Regions from separate parts of the Mus musculus genome. Here all the other regions are linked to region 1. The links are chromatin contacts, called in public ChIA-PET, Hi-C, HiChIP or PLAC-seq and promoter capture Hi-C maps. All regions are on one chromosome and are shown on one strand. Each heading gives the region's core, a stretch centred on a gene start, on an enhancer-like site or on the middle of the called end of the contact. The rest is flanking DNA. Distances are from core to core; before and after follow the strand shown.

Region 1 (2,879 bases), core at 211-2,710:
ATTTTTTTTTTTTTGCAAAAGCAATTCTATGTGAGCTGGAAACAGACCTCATTGGTAGGATAGCACAATAGACTCCTGAGTTCAATCACAACACTGTGAAAAAGACAGAAACAAACAAACAAAAAAAACCAACCCACTATATTATTGATGTTTTGTTTTGTTTGAGACAGGCCCTCCCTACGTAGCCCAAGCAGACCCCAAACTTAGGATCCTCCTGCCTCAGTTTCATAAGTGTTGAGATGACAAGCATACCCTACCACTTCTGTCAAGTTTTTAAGTTCTCATGTGGGAATGAAGAGCAGAAGAGAAAAAAAAAAAAAAAAAGATGGCAGCAGAAGCAGGAAGCAGGCTGATATCTAAGTCTACAGCAAGGCTGGTTTACATAGCCAGTTCTAGGCCTGCCAGAGCTAAATAGGGGGACTGTGTTTCAAAACAAAAAAACCAAAGCCTACTTGATGATGAAAGGGGAGGTGAGAAAATTGAGTTCATTAGACTTTACCAAATGTATTTTCCATTTGTTAGTTTTTAAAATAGCTTCAACTGATGTTGCACACATATAGGTAATTACACTTCAGCAGTTAGTCTGTCTCGGAAAGCGAATGAACTGCAGGTAACACCTCCACCAGATGAACGCTGGAAACATGATTAGGCTGTATGAACACATCATAACTCAAGAGCATAAGGTGCACCCAAAACCTTTTCTAGGAACCTCAAAAGTTCTATGGACGTAATCACTGGGCATTGGTGTTCGGCAAAGATCAGATTTCAAGCCTCCAACTTTGTGCTGTGTTCTTGTGTCTCAGCGCCAAGAGCGCCATCCAAGTCCTTTAAGCAACGAGGACATGCGCAGAACCAGTTCAGAAATCGTCAAATTCAACAACGAAAGGACGGCTGCCTAGTCCCTTCCTCAGCACGCACCCTGTTACGTTCTAGCCCCGTAGAGGGCCGGAGCTTCAAGCTCCTCCGGAGGACCTTCCGGCTCCTCCTCGTCCTCCTCTTCCAACACCTGCCTCAACCACAGGTCCATGCCGCTCTCCTCCCTCTGGTAGCACCATACAACCAGAGCCACGAGTGTGAGGGTGAGCGGCAGCACTTTCCACCAGGGCCGCTGCTGCGGCTTCCCCAGGGAATGCTCCACGGTCCAGCGGATCGGGGTGGCTTTGCTGCCGGAAAATTGGATCGGGAGGTTGGGGTCGTCGTCCTCCTCTTCCCTGTCTGCAGGCTGAGCTGGAGACCGGCCACGGGGCGGCGGATGCAAACTTCGCGAAGCCCAGCCCACGAGCCGCAGAGCCCGGACCGCTCTGGAAGAGAGACAGCAGTAAGCGTCCCGGAGCCACGGCCACCTCCCACCCTCACGCACCGGCACCTCACGGCTCTCACCCCGCAGCCCGTGAGCACAGGACACTGTTCATAGCGACCTCGACTCGCACGCTGAGGCGCACCGCGCTTTCGTCACTTCCGTCGCACAAAACCGGAAGCCGAACTTCACATCCAATTTCACGACTACAAAACGTGGGTCCAGCGGCGCAACGGAAATGATGCATTTCCTCTCGCTAGCTCTTCCGTCTCCGGCCTCGCCCTGATCACTATCTGGACGACTTACGGGTTTGTGTCGTTCTGGGTCCTTCCATTGAGACCTGATCCGGCGCGGCGGATTGAAAGTGAAGCAGACTCGGTTCTCCGAAGAGCTTGGCCCGAGGCTGTTTAGTGTGATGCCCAAGGACTTGAGAACCCGTGGCATCTGCTGGCTTCTTTCCAGGACCATCGTCCGGGAGGGACTTGGTCCCTGTTCTCCATGAGCGCATCTTCCAGTCTTAGCGCTCCATCCGAGCTCTCAGGCACGGAGGCGGGAAACCCTCGCGCCTTAAACGCCTCCCGGCCTGGCCGTCCCTTTGAAAAGGCTTGTAGAAACATCACCTCCACCTAGACTATCCCAGGTCCCCAGAATCCATTTGCCTTCAGGAAGAATGGAAATGGCTCTGTGTAGACCATAGGCTGACCAGATCTCGGACAGCCTACAGGGAGGCGATTCTGAAATTACACTCCCATAGCTAACGTGCACCTGGCCTTTTGATCTGGAAGCTGATTGAAGCTCTGCATCGTCAGAATCAGCCAGGCAACCTTGTAATCCCAATACTGTGGAGGCAGATAGAAGAGAATCACTGGTCCCAAGTACTACACAGCTTAACATCAACCCAATTTAAAATACAAAAAAAAAAAAAAAAAAAAGAGGATCAGCCCTAAAGGTGTCTGTCTTCTTAGTACCTGTGCTGTGTAGAAGCTAGAGTGAGTTATATTACACCTGGTCTTACCGCAGGGCTCAATAATGATTATCACTCCGATTTTATTCTTGATCTGTAAACCAGTGACATGAATAAAAACAAAAAAACACCTCTTCCTCTATCTCATGGGGCTGTGAGTTCCTTTCTGGGCAAGCAGAGTCCCCATGATTTATTTTGCTCAGGAGGGTGTCTGAGGGCACCACAGCATGCATGACAAGGGAGAAGTTAGGCAGGAAAAGGACCCTTCAGCCTTTGGCTGTTAGTGATGTAGATATTCCTGCTAGAGTGAGGGCCAGTCTTACACAGCACTCCAAGAAGGTAGAGGGTGCCCTCACTAGGCAGCATAGAGGGGAGACACACAACTCACAGTGCAGCAACCTGGCTCCTGAAGACATGAAGTTCAGCTACAAAAACCCAGCCCAACTGTCCTGTCTTCACTTGAAACTCCTCTGCTGGGGGACTGGACTTGAACTTCTCCCCATGCAGGGAAATAGGGGTCTGATATCAATTGGATCCAGAAGCTTGGGGGGGAAATTTACACCTGTTGCAACTGCAGGATTTGGGAGCAGCCTGCAAACTCACTTGCCTTGTTCCCTG
Region 2 (2,879 bases), core at 194-2,693, 910 kb before region 1:
TGGTGAACCCATGAGTTCGTTGGACTGGCTTATGGGACCGTGGATGAGAGATTGGCCACAGAAACATGGGTGACCTCAGGACAGCCGAGTCACTGAAAGGTCCCCCTGCCCCCAGCATGGGCAGTGACAGCAAGCCTGATGGGATCCTGCTTTCAGTTTACCTACCTCCTACAGGGGAGTAGAAAGTCCTAGGTGAGGAGTTAAGGCCAGTGTATAATGCCGATCCTGGATTACTACTCCCCTAGTCCCAGCTACCACCGTATTCTACTTATTTCATTGGCACGACTACAGGGCCAAGCTATAGGTCACCAGAGCAATGATGCACCATGATGTCCCATAGTCATGACAAATGTGGAGGAAATTGCTTTACTCAAGCACTTTAATGAGTGTTTTTATGCATGGTATAAAACATTAGGCCTGAAGCTTAGAGCTTTGAGTAAAGAAAGGAAGGATCCCTCGACTTTGGGTAAATGCAAGAACCAAGCAAGAATCCAGGGCCCATGAAATTGAGAATCCAATTGGGGTTCTTTTGCGGGCGCTGGTATAGCTCCTGCCCATCTGATTTGTCTGAGGATGGCAGTAAAGAATAGACCGGACCTGAGGCTTCTTCAAGGCCCAGTGAGCGAGCCTTCAGTAGGAGTACACACCAGTCTTTGTGGGTATTGTGTATCAGGTCTCCTGAAGTTGGAACAGCAGAGCCTAACACTCCAAGGGCTACTCTCATCTCTCCCTCAATGCAACCCAGGCACAAAAGAGTATCCTCCACTCCCGACCTGATGCTGTCCATGATGACCACCACGGCCTGATGTCCATTTATGTTCACATTGACACATGTAAGTCACATCTCACCCCGGATCCCAGAGTCACTGATTCAGTTGCAGGTACATCATGACAGCTTCTGTGGCTAATTTGATAAGTCATTTCACTCTTTGACATCTAGACAATGGAACCCAGTTCTTGGTTCTCTGAGTTTCAGTGCAGTGATTCTTGCCAGCCAGCAAGAGGTTCACTCTGGACTTTCCACCCGGGTTAGCCACGAGAGGGAGCTATTGGGTTTGCAAGCTCCAGATTCTCTGCACTGGGAGGTAGTGTCCAAGAGCGGTGTTCATCTGGAGTTCCGACTTCCACAGCTGATAGCACGCAGCCCGGCCAGCTTGGGTATATGGACTAAGTGGCTGCACAGACACCAACTGGGAAAGGAACCGGGCATTTAACTGGCTGGAGCGTCTCTGGGCCTCTGTATCAGTGCCTCCTCCCATTCTCAGTCCCAGCAGGCTGCGCGCCACCGAGGGCGGGGTGTCCGCCTGGTCGAGTGGGAAGGGCTGGAGGCTGGGAGTTGCGGGAGGGTCTGTGATAGGAAGGCTTGAAGGGCCCAGGCACCTTTTTGGGGTGGGGCGCCCCTGTCCCACCCCCGTCTGATGGGCGGCTTGATGTGGGGGCAGAACTTTGGTCCTGGATCTTTCTGGGCGGAGCGAGCAACCTGCAGAACGCTGCGTTTTGCGTTGGAAAGGTAGATCTGGTTCCTGGTTCCACTGTCCTTGCCATCCCGGACACGCAGCAATCATGGCCCAGCCGCCGCCCGACGTTGAGGGGGATGACTGTCTTCCTGAATACCACCATCTCTTCTGCCCGGATCTTCTCCAGTGAGCTAAAGCAGGGAACCAGGGGGCGATCCAGACTTGGGGCACAGGGTTTAACGAATCTGCCACTGGATGTGACATCACAGAGGACAGATGCTCAGTACTCCGTTCCTGGGCAATCGTAGACCTGAAGTTTCTTGGGGTTCTGGAAGAATGGGATGAGGGACTGAGGGTGGAAGCTGCTCACTTTGTTTTGTTTTGTTTTAGAGACAGGGTTTCTCTGTATAGCCTTGGCTGTCCTGGAAGTCACTTTGTAGACCAGGCTAGCCTCGAACTCAGAAATCCGCCTGCCTCTGCCTCCCGAGTGCTGGAATTAAAGGCGTGCGACACCACGCCCGGCGCTTGCTCACTTTTGAAAACAAGTCTCTCTTGGTAACTTACTACGCAGAAAATTTTAGGCTAAATAAACTCCTTCACCTCCGAACTTCTAGGGAGCCTAAAAATAACCGACTTTAAAGATTGCAGTTTTATGGCTGGGGATTTATGTCTTGCAAATTCATTGAGTACCTGTTTAGCAGGAGCATGTTTTCCTTCATAGCGAAACTGGGTAGAAGTTCATGGAGTGAAAGTTCTCCACGGGCCGCTTATCTATTTGAGCTTGAGTTAACAGAGATCTATCTATCTAAAGCTCTTCGAGATGAGGTTTCTCTGTGAAGCCCTGGCTGTCCTAGAACTCTCTCTGTAGACCAGGCTGGCTTTTAATTCTTGGTCCCCCTGTCTCCACTTCTCACAGGCTGGAATTACAGGCATGCATCCCCCATCAAGCTAAAACATGGTTTTCAAAGAAGAGTTTAGGGACTAGAGAGATGGCTGAATAAGTTCAGAGCACTTACTGTTCTTGCAGGAGACCCAGCATTGGTTCCCAGCATCCACACGAGGACTCAACTCTCTGTAGGCACACAGGCAAAACACTCATACTGGTAAAACAAATAAATATTTAAAAATGACTACATTTTCTTGTTTTTGAAGGGACAAAGTGGCCTTTATCACAGGTGGTGGTTCTGGGATTGGCTTCCGGATCGCAGAGATTTTCATGAGGTACACACTACCGGAACCCTTCCTGCCACCTTACGTCCCTTTGTCTGGATCTTGGTGGATTTGGGGGAGTGGTTGAATGCTGTCTTGGGGAGAGGTCAGGACCTTTGTGGTCTCCTAGAATTAGTTGAGACTGTGTGTGACTAGCCTCACAGCCTCGTACGTTGACGGGGTGCTGCTGATGTGGGAGAAGAGTGTCCCTTG
Region 3 (2,879 bases), core at 251-2,750, 760 kb before region 1:
TCTGTTTGCAGTTGGAGGGACTAAAGAGGCCCTTGGGTATGGCCTGTGCACCCCAGGGCCAACTAGTGGTGGCAGATGCAGGGGACAACTGCATCAAGTTGTACCAGTATCTGGGGGAGATGGCCTGAGGGGTAGGCTCTGGGGGAAATTGCCCCTTGCTAGGACTGGCCGGGCCTGAGTCCTTTGTACTATCATGGAAGGTTGGTAGGCTCCTTGGGGCCTGCTGAGCCGTCTTCCTGATACCTGGTCTTAGCTGGCTTTGTGATTTCCTCTTGGCAAGTGCCCCTGTCTACACAGAAACCATGAATCACCATTTCTTGATGAGGTTCTAAACTGGGCCATCTCCACTTCCCTATTAAGTATGCTCATAGGTTTTCATGCCCCTAAAACCCAAGGGCCACTCAGTCCCTGGCTCTGCTAGCTTGGGTCTCGGGAGGCCTGAGCTTTGAGGCAACACTTGAAGCTATAGATCCTGGGTGCTGAGGCTGTCTGCCAGCAGATAGCTAGGCAAGATCTCCTGCCAGGTGTCCAACCCCTACATCCTAATCAGAGGCAGGCAGGCAGGCAGGCAGGGAGGGTGTGGCTAGGCTGGGTTGGGCAGTTTAGGGGAAGGGTGTGGTCCCTTAGTGTTCCCCCCAGCTTCAAAAATATTCCCATTCTTGAGCCTCCAACAGCACTCTGGGCCCAACAGAGAGGTAAGGAGTAGGCAAATCAGAGGGGTAAGGCCAACATGTGTCCTGGTAGGGCACATAGCAAGGGCAGGTCCTCTACTGGACACTCCCTGTTTTGAAAGATACCTTCAGTTTTCCCTTCAATCCAGGTCCAAACCACTTTTGAGCACTTAGGTGGGGTGCTGGGACGGTTCTGGGTAGCACAGGTTCTTTCATACCCTTCCATTCAAGACAGGAAAACAGTAGCCTTTCCTCCCATGTTACAGATGAGATCTGGAAGGGGAGGGGTGTGTGTGTGTGTGTGTGTGTGTGTGTGTGTGTGTGTGTGTGTTTGAAGAGCTTACTCATTGAGAATCTGGTCTCACCCATGTTCTTCATGTGGGAAGAAGCAAGAAAAAGCTCCTTGCTTTTGCTCCTTTAGGGTGTGGGGTGGCACCCAGCCTGTCATCTGGACGTTGAGGTCAACACACATGTCACTCCTGCAGGCTAAATCAATATGCCCTGTTCATTATGTTGTGGGGGATTAATGGACAATGAAAGAAACTTTGCTTGTAAGTAGATGCTCAATAAACACTAGTTACTGCGTTGTTAGGGGTATTGCTTTCAGACTATGCGGCCCACACGGGTCTGCATGCACCCTACTCGCAATGGATAGAAACAGATGGAAGGGCCTGGGTTTAGGAGGCCAGGCGGTAAGAACAAAGCGGCTACCATGGTCCTCAAAGGCTGGATCCACCGGACCTTTCAGGATATTTACAGCGAGGGTAGCTTTGATGACAGGAGCCGCGCGCGCGGAACTCTCGGGCTCAGGCGATGGACAGCCCGGGCATGTTTGGGGACCGGACCGTCGCGCGACAACGCCGCGGAGCCGGCGGAAATGGTGCTGATGTCCCGCGGCGGGCCTGGGAGCCGCAAGCACGGTCGTCCTCCCGGGCCCGCCGAACGCAGTGCCCAACCCAGTTCCTTCCCTACCGCTCGGGGACGCGGCCCCGGGGACCAGCTGGTGAGCACTAGCGGGTGGCGGGGCCGGGAGAGGAAGAGGAGGAAATCCCGAGGTAGCGCAGGCCTCTTGGTCCTAAAGACTCTGAGATGGGAAACCTGAGGCCGGGATAGAGGGAGAGGCGGCCACCCACGCAGCTGACCTCCAGGCTCAGCGGCACCCGTTGTGGGTCTGGGCCTGCTCTCCGGAACTTGAGGGCACCGAGAGGCCCCTCCTCCCCTCCAGGCCGGGAACTGGCTGGAAGATTCCTGGGGCACTGGCTGAGAGGCTCATATTTATCCACTCCAGTAAAGATCAGAAACAGATTACCCCCTCCTTTTGAAATGAAAAAGGAAAGCATTTACAGAGGCGGAAAATGTGTTTCTGTGCAGGTTCTCTTTTAGGCTAGGTTGGCCTCAAAATCCTAGTGTAGCAAAGGATGACCTTGAATTTTTGATTGTCCTTTGGCCACCTCCTGATTACAGATATGCACTGCTACTACTGGTCTATGAGGTTCTGGGGACTCAACACAGGGTCTGGTGCAGGCTAGGTAGGCTCCATACCAACTGACTACATCCCTAGTCAGAAAAGTGGTTTTGTTGTTGTTGTTGTTGTTTGAACGTGGGGTAAATATGAACCCTCTCAAAGATTCACAAAGTAATGTTTCAGCTATGATGTGTCCCAGGTCTCTCTTAACTGGGCTGGCCATCCCTCAAGCCTGTTCCTTGCAGGGGAAGTAAGCAGTAGCTCTGCTGCTGAAGTCTGACTTGGAGTTCTGTGAAGAGACTTCCTGGGGCCTCTTATTTAACCCTCCTGGGAATGGGCTGTCGGGGAGGGAACTGACTCCTTCTTAGCAAAGGTAGCTTTTCCAGGCTTGGGCTGTTCTTTTAATCAGCATCTTTAAAGGCCTTCACGCATCCCAGGTTTTTGCCTTCTCGCTCCAGCCTCTCACCTCTTGTATCGATCGCCTGCTCTTTCATCATCATTTTCTGCTGCTGGGATCCCAGCAGCCCAGTGTAAGCACACTCCTTCTTACACTTCAGTGCATCCGGAGGCTGAGATGGGAGTGAGGGTGGGGATTTGCCTCAACTTGAGTTCTCTCAGTACCCCACAGATCAGAGCTCCAACCTCTCTCTGCCTTGCACCTTCTTTCCTTTGACCCGAGCTTTTTTGCTTTAAGGTAAACTGTAAATGAAGCATACTCCACAAGGAGGATGTGCATAGACACA
Region 4 (2,879 bases), core at 203-2,702, 740 kb before region 1:
GACAAATTCTCCTATCTTTACTTCCTTTCTTTCTTATTATAGGAGCCGGAGCTAGATGGAGATTACAGATGGTCAGTCACCGGAGGGAGATCGAACTCATACTGTTAGGCTTACAGTGCAAGAGCGTTGGTCCCAATCTATGTTTACGGTTTTTTTTGTTTTTTGTTTGGTTTGGTTTGGTTTTGGGTTTTTGAGACAGGGTTTCTCTGTATAGCCCTGGCTGTCCTGGAACTCACCCTGTAGACCAGGCTGGCTTCGAACTCAGAAATTCGCCTGCCTCTGCCTTCCGAGTGCTGGAATTAAAGGCGAGCGCCACCACGCCCGGCTTATGTTTTACGTTTTAAATTTTTTGCTATTTATGTGACTTGTGAATGCACTCTTAACCAAGAACGCTGTCCGTGGCCCTCCAGCCTTGGAGCTGGCCGACCGAGTGTGCACATGCAATGCGTTGCCCATCCTGGAGTTCACCGGGCCAACGCTGCTCAGTCGCTGGTCCAAGCCCTCAGGATCCGCTTTGGGAAGGATGTCCCCCACAAGAGACAGCTCAGAGGTGGACTTCAGCCGCCATCCTTGTGCCAAAACACTCAGTAGCGGCCCCGCCCACTCCGCAGCCAGGAGGAAGTCCCACCCCTTGGAACAGCCCACAAGGGAGAGAGGCTTGCCCCTCCAGGGCGAACACTAAGTGGCTGTCCCCGCCCTGCCCTCAGGGAAGGCGAGCCCCACAGTGTACGACGAACTTTGTTACTTCCCTTCTGGGTCTCTGTGAGAGCGGCCGGCCAACGCAGCTTGATAGATAACCTGCCCCCTTCCAACACCCTCCTCCCGGGACTCAGCTGAAGCAGGAGTTATCTCTACCCTTCCGCTTGTCCACGAGGGGGGAAGGGTAGACTTGTGTAATGTTTGACTCTTGATTGGCCCGAATTAGGAAAGGGGTGGGCCTAGGAGGTTATGATCGATGTTAGATGGCACAAATGCCTTAGCAGTAGTAGCCAATGGTGATGACGAGGGGGCGGGAGGCCAGGATGTTGCAGGTCGGTGCCCGGCTACTATGGCTCTGAGGCATCCTGCAGGAAGCAGTAGGGGTTGGGATGGACATGCAAGAGCAACCAATGATTTCGGAAAATCAGTGGGAAGTAGCCAATGGTCACAGCGAGGAGGCGGGGAAAAACGCCAGCCTCAGCAACACTGTGTACGAAATAGCGGGGACGGGACTTCAGTGATAGACAAGCATGTAGACCAACAGAAGTGAGAAAGAGGGTGGCAGCGGGCCAGTAGCAGTGGCGAGTGGGCAGGGCGGGGCGACCGTGGGCTGGGCGGCACCTTGTGTGGGGCGACGTGGGGGCGGGGCGACCGTGACGGCCAGGCTGCCAGGCCAATGGCCCGGAGAGGGCCGGCGGAGGGTGGCCAATGGCGGCGGCGCATCCGGGGGCGGGGCTGCGGGGCTGCGCGGTGCCGTGCGGGAAGCGGCGGGTGGCGGCGGCGGCAGCGGCGGCGGCGGCGGCTAGGAGGCTGAGGTGAAGCTGGCGGCAGCGGGGCGGGTGCACTGGGGGCGGTGGCCAGCGGGCGGGAGCATCAGCGTCCTGACCGCACGGCCGCTCACCAGCCTTCGCCCGCAGGTCTGGCGGCGGTGCCGTGGGCCGCGGTGCGGCGGGCGGGAGGATGGGCACCCAGGGCAGTCCAGTGAAGAGCTACGATTACCTGCTCAAGTTCCTGCTGGTGGGCGACAGCGACGTGGGCAAAGGCGAGATCCTGGAGAGCCTTCAGGACGGCGCAGCTGAATCCCCGTACGCCTACAGCAACGGTAGGCCGGGGTTGGCTGTGGGCGCGCGAGGTGGGAGCGGCCTGTCGCGGGAGCGGGCGGCCTCTGCGCGTGTCGCTGCGGTATCCTCTGGCCCTGCCTTGAGGAGCCGTCGGCAAGCGGGCGCGGGTCCTGGTGGCTACTAAGAAGTCACAGCAGCAGGTCTTTGGAGTCCATTAGGGCCTGGAATGGGCCGCGCGGCAGATACCGCACGACGGGCCCGGTGCTCACCGCACTGCCGCCGGAGGGGTTTGCTCAGAGACACCGCACCCTGTGCAGGGAGAAAATAGGTCTGCTGCGATGTGATTTTTGTTAACTTCCGGGTGCATGGCAAAAAATACACAAGGTAGATTGCATCACTGGCACTTGCCTGAGCTTGCCTCTTAATTTAGATATTTAAGGTAAAATCGTAGCTAACAGTGGGTGGGATTGGATCACAGGGGCTGCTGACTCCGGAGGAATTAATGTGCAGTGGGCCTGTCATCTTATATCACTGGACTAATTCTACCTTCCTGGTCGCTTCCCGAGTCCCTTTTACTCTGCTTTTTTACTTCATTCTCTGGGGTCTTGTTAGCCCTGTCTTACTGCTCTGAGTACTGGCGGTCTGGTAAATAACAGCTGAGTGTGTAGGTAAGACATCTACCACTCTTAGCAGTTAGGACTTGTCAAGGGTGATGACTGCCAGGACATCAGTGGAGGACCCTTCCTTTTGAACAGTAGCGCTGGATCTTCTCTGTAAGTCCTCCCCAAGCACCTCTCAGCTTCAGTTCACAGCAGGCATCTTCAGCGCAGGAAAGGAAGAGTCATGGTTTTACTTTGCAGGGTATGTGAAAAGACCTCTGCACAGCCAGGCAGCCTTGACTGGTATTTAACTGGGCGTCCCAGGGTGACAGCCCTGCTCAGAAAGGCTTTGGGGGGTTACCTTTCCAATGGGGGAGTGTGGGAAGGGCTGGGCTTGGCTTCAGAAATGCTTAGTGTTAACTTGTGCTTTGGAGAGACTGCTTGTCCCTGCTCCACTCTTCCTTTCCCCATCAGCTTCAACCACATATCCACACAGCCTCCTGCTGGATCCTCTTTCCTC
Region 5 (2,879 bases), core at 275-2,774, 610 kb before region 1:
CACTGTGTTTACTGATTCATCAGGAAAGTTCTGGTCACTCTCACCTTGTGTCATTTTGACTCTCTGGACTGGGGCAAGGAGCCATCTGAGCCTTCTTATTGGTCAAAGAGGGCCTGGGAGGCAAGGAGAAAGTAGTCAGTGTTTGAAGCTCCTCCCCAGATTGCCAGTGGGATCACTGGATCTCATCTGTCTCTGAGCGCAGGTCCAGGCCAACCGGAAGGGTTTCACTCGGAACCTGGAGGATCCAGAAACAGAGCCCTGGGGGTGGGAGAGAGAGAGAGAGAGAGAGAGAGAGAGAGAGAGAGAGATCCTTGGGGACCTGCCAAGGTTCTTCTTCTATTTTCCATCTCCTCCACCCTCCCTTCGGTCAGATCCAAAGGACAAGCTGCTCCAAGGAAGCTCTTCCCCATTGGGGGGTTTCACAGTGGCTCTATTTTATTTTAAGAGGTTCTCGGGGGGGGGGGGATAGGGGATTTTCAGAGGGGAAACCAGGAAAGGGGATAACATTTGAAATGTAAATAAAGAAAATATCTAATAAAAATATTTTTTTAAAAATGAACAACAAACAAAACAAAACAAAAAAAAGAGGTTCTCATGTAGCCCACACTGTCCTTGAATTCACTATGGAGCCAAGGATGCCCTTGAACATCTGAGCTGCTTCCTTTACTTCCTGCCCGCTGGGATTACAGGCAAGACCCACTACACTCTCAGTTTAACATTATTTTAAAGATCAAAGCCAGGGGTGTATGCCTGTGTGGTAGGTGCTCTATAACCTAGCTACATCCTCAGGCTGCCTGGGATATCTTTCTGATTCCCTTTCGGTTGATCTTGACTGTAGGAATGGCCTGTACTTTGGCACCGGCAGACTACCAGGCTTTGTCAGTCAGGTGGGTCCCTAGGCAGGTCCTCTAGAACGCCTCATTTTTTTCTTAGTATCCATTTAACATTGGAGGAGTGTGTAGTTAGGTCTGAGAATGTATGGTGGCAGAAGGAGATCCACACTACCCACGCTACTCCTTCCAGACCTAGCCAGTATTCTTTCTTTTCCCCAAACCGAAGGTTTGGCCTAGCTCCATGCTCCAGGCCCTCTGTACCCTCCCTTATGAGATGCAGTAACACAGGGGTTTTAATCTCTTTTCCTTAAGTACCAGCAGCAGGATACCAGTGTTCAGATTTTGGCTGCAGACTCTACTACTTCTCTTACAAAGTCCCACTGCCCCGAGGTCCACTGAAGGTAAGGGGTGGACAGCCTTCCAGATTCCAGTCGACAGCGAACCCCACCAACCCACCAAACGTTCCTATTGGGGATCTCCAAATGGGGAAACAGGAGCGCTTTCTACATCAACCCTGCCTTGGACCGAGCTCCCGCCTTGAGCCCGCCCCACCCCCTCGAGGGTGCTGCAATTGGAGGAAAGTTCTGCGGCTTGTGGCGATTGGTCCGAGAGCAAAGGCCCCGCCCCCTAGCCCCGGAGCTCAGAGGGGGCAGCGGCGAGGGGTCGCCGGTTGTGGGGACGCGCCGGGCCGGGCAGCCGCGCCGCGGGCTGCTCGCGCTGCGGCCCCGACCCTCCCGGGGCAGCAGTCCGAGGCCCCGGCGCGTCCCCTAACCATGCTGGTAGCCACGCTTCTTTGCGCGCTCTGTTGCGGCCTCCTGGCCGCGTCCGCTCACGCTGGCTACTCGGAAGACCGCTGCAGCTGGAGGGGCAGGTACCAGGAGGGACTGCGGGGAGGGTTGTGGGTTTATTTATTTATTTATTTTATTTTATTTACTTCTTGGGTTGGAGGGTTCCCTCCCACTTGGAACTGAGGAAACGCAGACTTCAATGTCCTGTTACACAGAGTAGAAGCAGATGTTGGTAGCCGCGGGAAAAGGGATGAGCGGGCTAGGGAACGAGGGTCACCCACCTGAGAACCACCGTCCTGTCCCCAGCGGTTTGACCCAGGAGCCTGGCAGCGTGGGGCAGCTGACCCTGGACTGTACTGAGGGCGCTATCGAGTGGCTGTACCCAGCTGGGGCGCTGCGCCTGACCCTGGGCGGCCCCGATCCGGGCACACGGCCCAGCATCGTCTGTCTGCGCCCAGAGCGGCCCTTCGCTGGTGCCCAGGTCTTCGCTGAACGTATGACCGGCAATCTAGAGTTGCTACTGGCCGAGGGCCCGGACCTGGCTGGGGGCCGCTGCATGCGCTGGGGTCCCCGCGAGCGCCGAGCCCTTTTCCTGCAGGCCACACCACACCGCGACATCAGCCGCAGAGTTGCTGCCTTCCGTTTTGAACTGCACGAGGACCAACGTGCAGAAATGTCTCCCCAGGCTCAAGGTCTTGGTGTGGATGGTGAGTGATTATGAGACTGGCTGGGTGTCAGAAATTGGCCCTCCACACTGACCTGATGGGACTGGGCCTTGCCACCCCATTGCATGGAGAGTCCTTCTGTAGCTTGACAGAGGCCACTCCGGTGGAGAGCATAGTGGCTTCCAGGTCGTAAGGAGGTGAGTTGGAAGTGCCCCCGCCTTTCTCTCCTCCTCCTCTTAAAAGATTCGGTTTAGGAAAAGAGCAGGAGGGGGCAAATGCCCGAGAGGCCAGCCCTGGGTCTCTGGTTTCTGAAGGATTGGGGGAAGGGTTAAGCTGAGGCAGAATCAAAGCCTATGGCCAAGGCTGTCCAGGGCTCCCTGGCCTGGTGGTGACCTCCTTCCCCTCCCCCCAAGCCCAGCCAACAAAAGTCCAGTGTGCCTCTTCGTCACCATGGAGACTGCCTGCCCTGCCTCCCTGCAGGGCACCAGGCCCAGTGCTTTGCTCTTCTGGAACTTGTAGCCTGACCCTGCAGGGAATGAATGGCTCTCTGACTGTTCTGCCCTAGCTAGAGACCCCCCCGAACTGGAGTCCAC
Region 6 (2,879 bases), core at 200-2,699, 590 kb before region 1:
TTCAGATCCACACCCCAGCCTCCCTCCCCCTCCTGCCACCGCCAGCCCCCAGCAGGGATGTGGTGAGACCTCAGGGTCCTTACTTGGTTCACTTGGAAGTAACTGCCATCGTCTTCAATGTGGATCTTGGCTATGCCACTTCCTGGCTTCTTAGCCACCTTTACAGGCTTGATGCAATTCTACACCAGGAAAGACCCCACACCAGGCTCTATTAGGAGAAAGCAACTTGGACGGGGGGTGGGGAGGGTGGGGAGTGGGGTGGGGGGCTGGGTATGGAGGGCCTCAGGGATGGTTGGCTACCGGCCATAGAGTGAAGCTCACCACCGAGGCCAATTCTACCACCTTCCTGCCACTGAAGCCATGCTGAGCTCTGGTTGCCCACCCTTCTCTGTACAAGGTGAGGAGAATGCCATCAAGGCCACTCTTTCTCCAGAATCACCATGAAATCTGCTACAAACTCTATATGCAAGCTAATGCAAGAAGCCCTGACTAGCCTGCCCTTCCTACGTGCACATAGCAGCACACCCCCGGAGATCAGAGTGTCAGAGGCCTGGCCAGACAGGAAGGCTTTCCTTGGAAACATCTAGAGGTCACCTCCATCCCACGACCACAGATGAAACTCCATGTCTCTCCCCTTCTCTTGGACATCTCCTGTTATCGCTTCCTGAACCTTGGTGGCTTTCCAGAAAAGGGCCAGTCTCGGGTAAGATGGCCCAGTTCATCCTGTCCGTGTGGCAGCTCAGCCCGTCTTTTATGGGTCATGGGACTTGGCTAGCTCTGGAGACAAAGGAAGACCCAGCAAGGGCAGCAGCTCCTGTTTTCAGGGCGGTCTGTCTGTATCCCTCTCTCTTCCTCGAGGCAACGTCAGGAACATTAGCTGTGGCTGTGGCCCAAGTGGACATCAAACCTGTCCCTTCAACATGGTCCCTGTCCACAGAGATGACAACTGGCTCTGAGAGAGGAGTGGGAAGGGATATCTCACAGGTGTGTGGAGGCTAACTCAGCCCCACCATGTCTCTGCATCACCAGCTGGGTGACACTACTACAACAGTAACTTAAGATCACATAACAACAAGTCCCCCCACCTTTTTTTTTTAAACACTAAACCTGCCTGTCACCACTAAACACTCCCATGGTCCCAGGGATCGCTCCGGGCCCAGTAACCGCGTTGTCTGGCCCTCCCTGGCCTCAGTTGTCTGTGTTTGTGAAAAGGGAACTAGACTGACTGAGGCCCTGGGTCCTGGGCCCTGGGAAAAGACACAGACGAGAGAGGTTTCCCGAGGTGCACGGCCAGGCTCGGACCCTCCTCCTGCCCGACTCGCCCTTGGCCGGCCCACCTGAGATGGCCCGATGAAGTCGTCCAAGTCGGTCAGCTGTAGTGCCCCACTGAAGGGCGACGCCATGACAGCCTCACTGCCGCCGAGTGTCACACGGGGGTGTCGCAAAATGACACCAAAATGACATGCAGTTCCGCCACTCTGCCGGAAAACGCAAATTCCAGCGCATGCTCATTTCTCTCCGTCAACAAGCTTTGAAAAGCGTGCGCGCCCTCTGCCGGCGGCCTTGAGCGCTCGGCCCAGCGGACTCAAGCTGCAAGTTCCACAGCACAGCGTTCGGTCTCCCTTGCGTCCCTTGGTTGTGGTGTAGCAGGGTAGCAAAGACAAATAACGCAAAGAATGTAACTAGAGACTCAGAGTCTCTCCCGCTTCCCGTAGGGGTCGGAATCCGGATTTCATTCATCACCTTGACCTAGCAATACTCAAGGAAGGTTCCAGATGCAGTGGGCAGGAGAACACAAAATTAACTTTGATTCACTGGAATGCCTTGGAATGGGCTTACCAAAAAATGAGATAGACAAGTGCTGTTGAGATGTTAAGACTGGAGTGTGGGAGAACATTTACAGAAGCAGGTTCTTGGACTGGACCAGGGCCAAAGGACAGTTTCTGTTTGCCAGGAGGATTCTTGTTTTAAATTGGATATTTTCTTTATTTACATTTCAAATGTTATCCCCTTTCCCAGTTTCCCTCCCTCCCTCCTGGAAACACCCTATCACATCCTCCCTTCCCCTGCTTCTGTGAGGGTGTTACTCCACCCACCCACCCTCTCTCCCCTCCCCTCCCTCAAAGTCCCCTACACTGGGGCATCTATCAAGCCTTCATAGGACCAAAGACCTCTCCTCCCATTGATGCATGACAAAGCCATCCTCTGCTACATATGCAGCTGGAGCCATGTGTACTCCTTTGTTGATGGTTTAGTCCCTGGGAGTTCTGGGGGGTCTGGTTGGTTGATATTGTTGTTCTTCCTAAGGGGTTTCAAACCCCTTCAGCTTCTCCAGTCCTTTCTTTAATTATTGAGGACCCCGTGCTCAGTCCAACAGTTGGCTGCCTAGCATCTGCCTCTGTATTTGTAAGCCTCTGGCAGGGCCTCAGGAGACAGCCATATCAGGCTCCTTTCAGCATGCACTTCTTGGCATCCACAATAGTGTCTGGGTTTGGTAACTGTATACAGGGTTGCTGGGAGGATTCTAATGCTGGAAGGAGGGTGATACATAGATCCCTGGAAATTCAAACTCACCACCACCACCACCAAACCCAAGTCTATTAGAACAAACCCAGTGGACGGCTGGCAGATGTGAGGCATATCCAAGGCCCAATAAGAGAGACAGAGCAGAATGGCCTGGAACAGTAGAAAGAATGAAGTCCTGGTGTAATGTAGGTGATCCCTGAAGACATTACAATCAGTGGATTTCATGAAGCCAGTCACAAAAGGCCACACGTGTGACACCATTCAGCAAAAATGTCCAGGACAGGCAAACCTGCAGATGGAAAGCTGACCTCAGGTGTGGAGAAGGTTTCTGATCAGGGTGGTTAGAAAAGTCT
Region 7 (2,879 bases), core at 111-2,610, 570 kb before region 1:
GAGCCTTCTGGGGAATAAGGGACAATGTTGCCTGGCTATAAAGGAAAACCAGGGTCAGCTCTCTCCATGGCTAGGTCCTATCTTAGAGTCCTAGACAGGGCCAGCAAGGCCTGGCATAGATTGGTGCTCAGCAGGTGTGTGGGTGATAATTGAGCAGGGGGTGCTGACGCTGATCACAGGCGATAACTGAGCAGTGGATGCTGATGCTGACCATAGGCAATAAGGGGTGGGCAGTGGATGCTGATCGATGCTGATCATAGATGGTAAGGGGTGGGGTACATTTGAACGACTCTCCTGTGTTCCTCCAGTCCTGGGACCCCATACCACAATGCCATGGAACTGCTGTGGGTTTTTCTGTTTCACACTGAGATGCGTCCTTTGTCCGAGACAAGTGGGTACCAGAATCTTGAATTCTACATAACTATAGGACAGTGGCTCCCATCTGCATCTCTTAGGATGTGGTGTGAAAGATGCAGATCCCAGGGCCTGATGCTGCTTGTAGAGGCTCTTAAGGAACTCACACTAAGGCTGATAGACAGGTTTTGATTGACATAAGGCTGGCTGCAGGCTTCATAGTCTCCTGGGTTGAGGGGAGACATTAAGACATGTTTCTTGCCTGGGCTCACCTATCCTACACATCGTCTCCTGGTACACAGTTTGCTCTACCTGCTCAGGGGCTTCTTAGTGCAGGAGCCTCCTGGCCTGTGAGGTCTCCCCAGACAATCCCTACTGCTGGGTTGTTCAGGTAACTCACATACGGGGGCATGAGAAGTCCATATTCTGAGCAATGGGGGGGGCCAAGAGAGACCTGAGATAAAGTCAGCTAGAATACAGTTCCACACATGTTGAGGAGGGGAACAGCTCCGCACTCACCCTGTCCACAGAGCCCCTGAGCCCCACCCCAGAGGGGACACTGGATTGCCTGGTACCCATTTATTTACCTGCTATCCTGATCACACCAGAGCTTGAAAAACTCTCATAGAAGCCATGTCACCCAAAGGGACTGATCTATGGAAGAGACATCACCCCCCTCTACAGCGTGGTCAGCCTGATGGGGCCATGTGTTTGTGCAAGTCACAGATACCTCCAGTCCCATGCCTCAGGCCCAGGGGTGGTCCTGCGTAATTCCCAGCCTGAACCACTCAGTGCTCCTGGTACAAACGGCGAACCCGTAACAACCGGAGCAGGAGATAGCCCTGTCTCTTTGTCCTATACTTCCAGTTCTGCCCTGCCCTGTGAGGCTGGAGGGTGAACTCAGCTGTCCACTGCGCCTCACAGCAGAGGTGCCCCACTGACTCAGACCCAGTGCCCCTCCCTATAGGAGGGCTGGTTTTCCTAGGGGCGGGCCTGGCAAGCGGTCAGTGTGGAGAGTCTGCCTAGTAGACACTACTGCAGGTGCTCACAGAAGTTGGACAGCTGCTTTCCCAGGCCCAAAAGCCCCTTCGTTGTCTCCAAACAGTGGTGTGGGTTGAGGGGTGGGACAAGTGGGGACCTCAGAGTCATTGTTATCCACAGACCATGGCCTTGCCAACAGCTCGACCCCTGCTGGGGTCCTGTGGAAGTCCCATCTGCAGCCGAAGCTTCCTACTGCTTCTCCTTAGTCTTGGTGAGTATGGGTTGGGCTGATCCCCAGGAAGTGGTTAAGGAACCTTCATGAGTTGGGAGCTTGCTTTCTCCTTGGGTCATTGCTAGGTGACCTGCGTTCCAGGAGGGTTAGGACTGAGAACAGTGAAAGGCCTGGAAAGTGGGGACACTCCGAGCAGGAATGATCCCTAGGCCTACAGAGCATAGGCTATGACACAATGGGGTGAGAGGCCTTAGCTCTCTCTACACCCAGTGGGCTGTGCAGAGGGCTGGGACCAGAGAGCAGCCCAGTTTTGCCCCGGCCTCTCTTGTAGCTTTGTACCCTCTGGCTCACAGGGTGGATACCACGTCTGCAGACCCAGACTACAAAGACAAGCCAGGTGAGGTCCTCTGAGGGAAACAGAAGGATTTTCTATTCTAGTCTTGGGGGTACGGAGTGATGTTTTCGGTACTTTACACATGAATACATACCATCCCTTAGTGTCACTTTTCAAAGAGGGCTGTGGGCAGAGTTGCTGATCCCAGAGAGTGGCAGAACCCAGGATGTAGCTGGGCCCTGAAAGGAGCTGAGTTGGAGACAGTGGAGCCCTTGGGTGTTAAGTCCCTGGCCCCAGAGGTAGCCAGACTCAGACAGTATCTGGACCTTGCTCTCAGACAGTTGAGACCAAGCTCTAAGGTAAAGAAGCTCCTATCTGCTTGGGAAATGTCAGTCAGACCTTGTTCCCTTAGGAGGCCACACTCCTCCATGCTGTGAACGGTGCCGCTGACTTTGCCAGGTGGGTTCAGTACCTTTGGGGGCGATCAGGAGCCCTTGTGGGCTGAGTGAACAAGTGCCAGACATCCAGGTTCCCAAATTCTCTGTCTTGTCTGATCTCTACCCACTCCCTCCTGACCTGGCTGGCTCAGAGTTAGGGGAAGGACTGTGTCCCAGGGCCCAAGTACCTTGTCCCTCAGGTTGTCACTTGTCCCAAAGAGGGTCATGAGAAGCCCAGGGTTATGAAGGAAGGGCTCTGGGCAGGCAGGCAGGCAGGCAGGCAGGCAGGCACTTCCAGAGGGACAGTGTTGGATTCAGATCCCAGCCCTGTCCCCAGTCTCCCCACAGGCCTCTTTCTTGGCCTCACATGTGAGGAGGTATCTGACCTGAGCATGGAACAAGCCAAGGGGCTGGCTATGGCTGTAAGACAGAAGAACATTACACTCCGGGGACATCAGGTCAGTCTCCCACTATGGTCCCCACCTATACTATGATGGTTTGAGGGAGATACATGGTGGCTAGGAGGTTTGTGACTAGTTTC

The links. Promoter capture Hi-C pulls out the DNA fragments that hold promoters and counts their contacts. Hi-C and Micro-C count contacts between places; a contact is called where the count stands out from the background. ChIA-PET counts read pairs in DNA pulled down with a chosen protein or histone mark. HiChIP or PLAC-seq counts read pairs in DNA pulled down with a chosen protein or histone mark.
Region 2: a contact with region 1 is called in an H3K4me3 HiChIP or PLAC-seq map of bone marrow-derived macrophages, with 3 times the contacts expected there. The contact joins the promoter of Decr2 here to the promoter of BC003965 in region 1.
Region 3: an RNA polymerase II ChIA-PET map of memory CD8 T cells shows a contact between it and region 1, with 11 read pairs. The contact joins the promoter of Pigq here to the promoter of BC003965 in region 1. A contact is called at or near these places in 2 of 115 datasets of contacts at active chromatin or transcription factors (epiblast stem cells and memory CD8 T cells).
Region 4: a Hi-C map of LSK cells shows a contact between it and region 1, with 6 times the contacts expected there. The contact joins the promoter of Rab40c here to the promoter of BC003965 in region 1. A contact is called at or near these places in 2 of 484 Hi-C or Micro-C datasets (LSK cells and embryonic stem cells) and 2 of 115 datasets of contacts at active chromatin or transcription factors (astrocytes and pancreatic cancer cells).
Region 5: an H3K27ac HiChIP or PLAC-seq map of thymic regulatory T cells shows a contact between it and region 1, with 4 times the contacts expected there. The contact joins the promoter of Metrn here to the promoter of BC003965 in region 1. A contact is called at or near these places in 11 of 39 promoter capture datasets (the 3T3-L1 cell line, the C10 cell line, cranial neural crest and 5 more), 2 of 484 Hi-C or Micro-C datasets (bone marrow-derived macrophages and cortical neurons), 16 of 115 datasets of contacts at active chromatin or transcription factors (the HPC-7 cell line, the SCID.adh cell line, acute myeloid leukemia and 10 more) and 2 of 9 other capture datasets (adipose tissue and pancreatic islet).
Region 6: a contact with region 1 is called in a promoter capture Hi-C map of pre-B cells, with 2.6 times the contacts expected there. The contact joins the promoter of Ciao3 here to the promoter of BC003965 in region 1. A contact is called at or near these places in 8 of 39 promoter capture datasets (the 3T3-L1 cell line, the C10 cell line, cranial neural crest and 4 more) and 7 of 115 datasets of contacts at active chromatin or transcription factors (bone marrow-derived macrophages, embryonic stem cells, extraembryonic endoderm stem cells and 3 more).
Region 7: an H3K4me3 HiChIP or PLAC-seq map of embryonic forebrain shows a contact between it and region 1, with 2.2 times the contacts expected there. The contact joins the promoter of Msln here to the promoter of BC003965 in region 1. A contact is called at or near these places in 2 of 39 promoter capture datasets (hematopoietic stem and progenitor cells and liver), 7 of 115 datasets of contacts at active chromatin or transcription factors (astrocytes, bone marrow-derived macrophages, embryonic forebrain and 3 more) and 2 of 9 other capture datasets (adipose tissue and embryonic stem cells).

Annotation. Positions count from the first base shown.
Region 1 is chr17:25,183,142-25,186,020 of GRCm38.p6, reverse strand. It overlaps BC003965 (cDNA sequence BC003965), which reads right to left and starts at 1,460. Exons shown (of 2, transcript NM_183150.2): 1 at 1,381-1,460; 2 at 1-1,301. The coding sequence starts at 1,412. The coding sequence ends at 923.
Region 2 is chr17:26,088,728-26,091,606 of GRCm38.p6, reverse strand. Decr2 (2-4-dienoyl-Coenzyme A reductase 2, peroxisomal) reads left to right here and starts at 1,443. Exons shown (of 9, transcript NM_011933.2): 1 at 1,443-1,643; 2 at 2,610-2,678. The coding sequence starts at 1,564.
Region 3 is chr17:25,940,610-25,943,488 of GRCm38.p6, reverse strand. It overlaps Pigq (phosphatidylinositol glycan anchor biosynthesis, class Q), which reads left to right and starts at 1,500. Exons shown (of 11, transcript NM_011822.4): 1 at 1,500-1,674. It overlaps Nhlrc4 (NHL repeat containing 4), which reads left to right. Exons shown (of 2, transcript NM_001039038.2): 2 at 1-1,256. The coding sequence ends at 128.
Region 4 is chr17:25,918,287-25,921,165 of GRCm38.p6, reverse strand. Rab40c (Rab40C, member RAS oncogene family) reads left to right here and starts at 1,452. Exons shown (of 7, transcript NM_139154.2): 1 at 1,452-1,514; 2 at 1,617-1,801. The coding sequence starts at 1,660.
Region 5 is chr17:25,795,690-25,798,568 of GRCm38.p6, reverse strand. It overlaps Metrn (meteorin, glial cell differentiation regulator), which reads left to right and starts at 1,524. Exons shown (of 4, transcript NM_133719.2): 1 at 1,524-1,704; 2 at 1,928-2,328. The coding sequence starts at 1,607.
Region 6 is chr17:25,772,346-25,775,224 of GRCm38.p6, reverse strand. It overlaps Ciao3 (cytosolic iron-sulfur assembly component 3), which reads right to left and starts at 1,449. Exons shown (of 11, transcript NM_026238.4): 1 at 1,338-1,449; 2 at 84-179. The coding sequence starts at 1,403. Gm41550 (a long non-coding RNA gene) reads right to left here. Exons shown (of 3, transcript XR_876684.1): 3 at 2,681-2,815.
Region 7 is chr17:25,752,859-25,755,737 of GRCm38.p6, reverse strand. It overlaps Msln (mesothelin), which reads left to right and starts at 1,360. Exons shown (of 17, transcript NM_001356286.1): 1 at 1,360-1,395; 2 at 1,516-1,606; 3 at 1,921-1,964; 4 at 2,314-2,360; 5 at 2,676-2,796. The coding sequence starts at 1,519.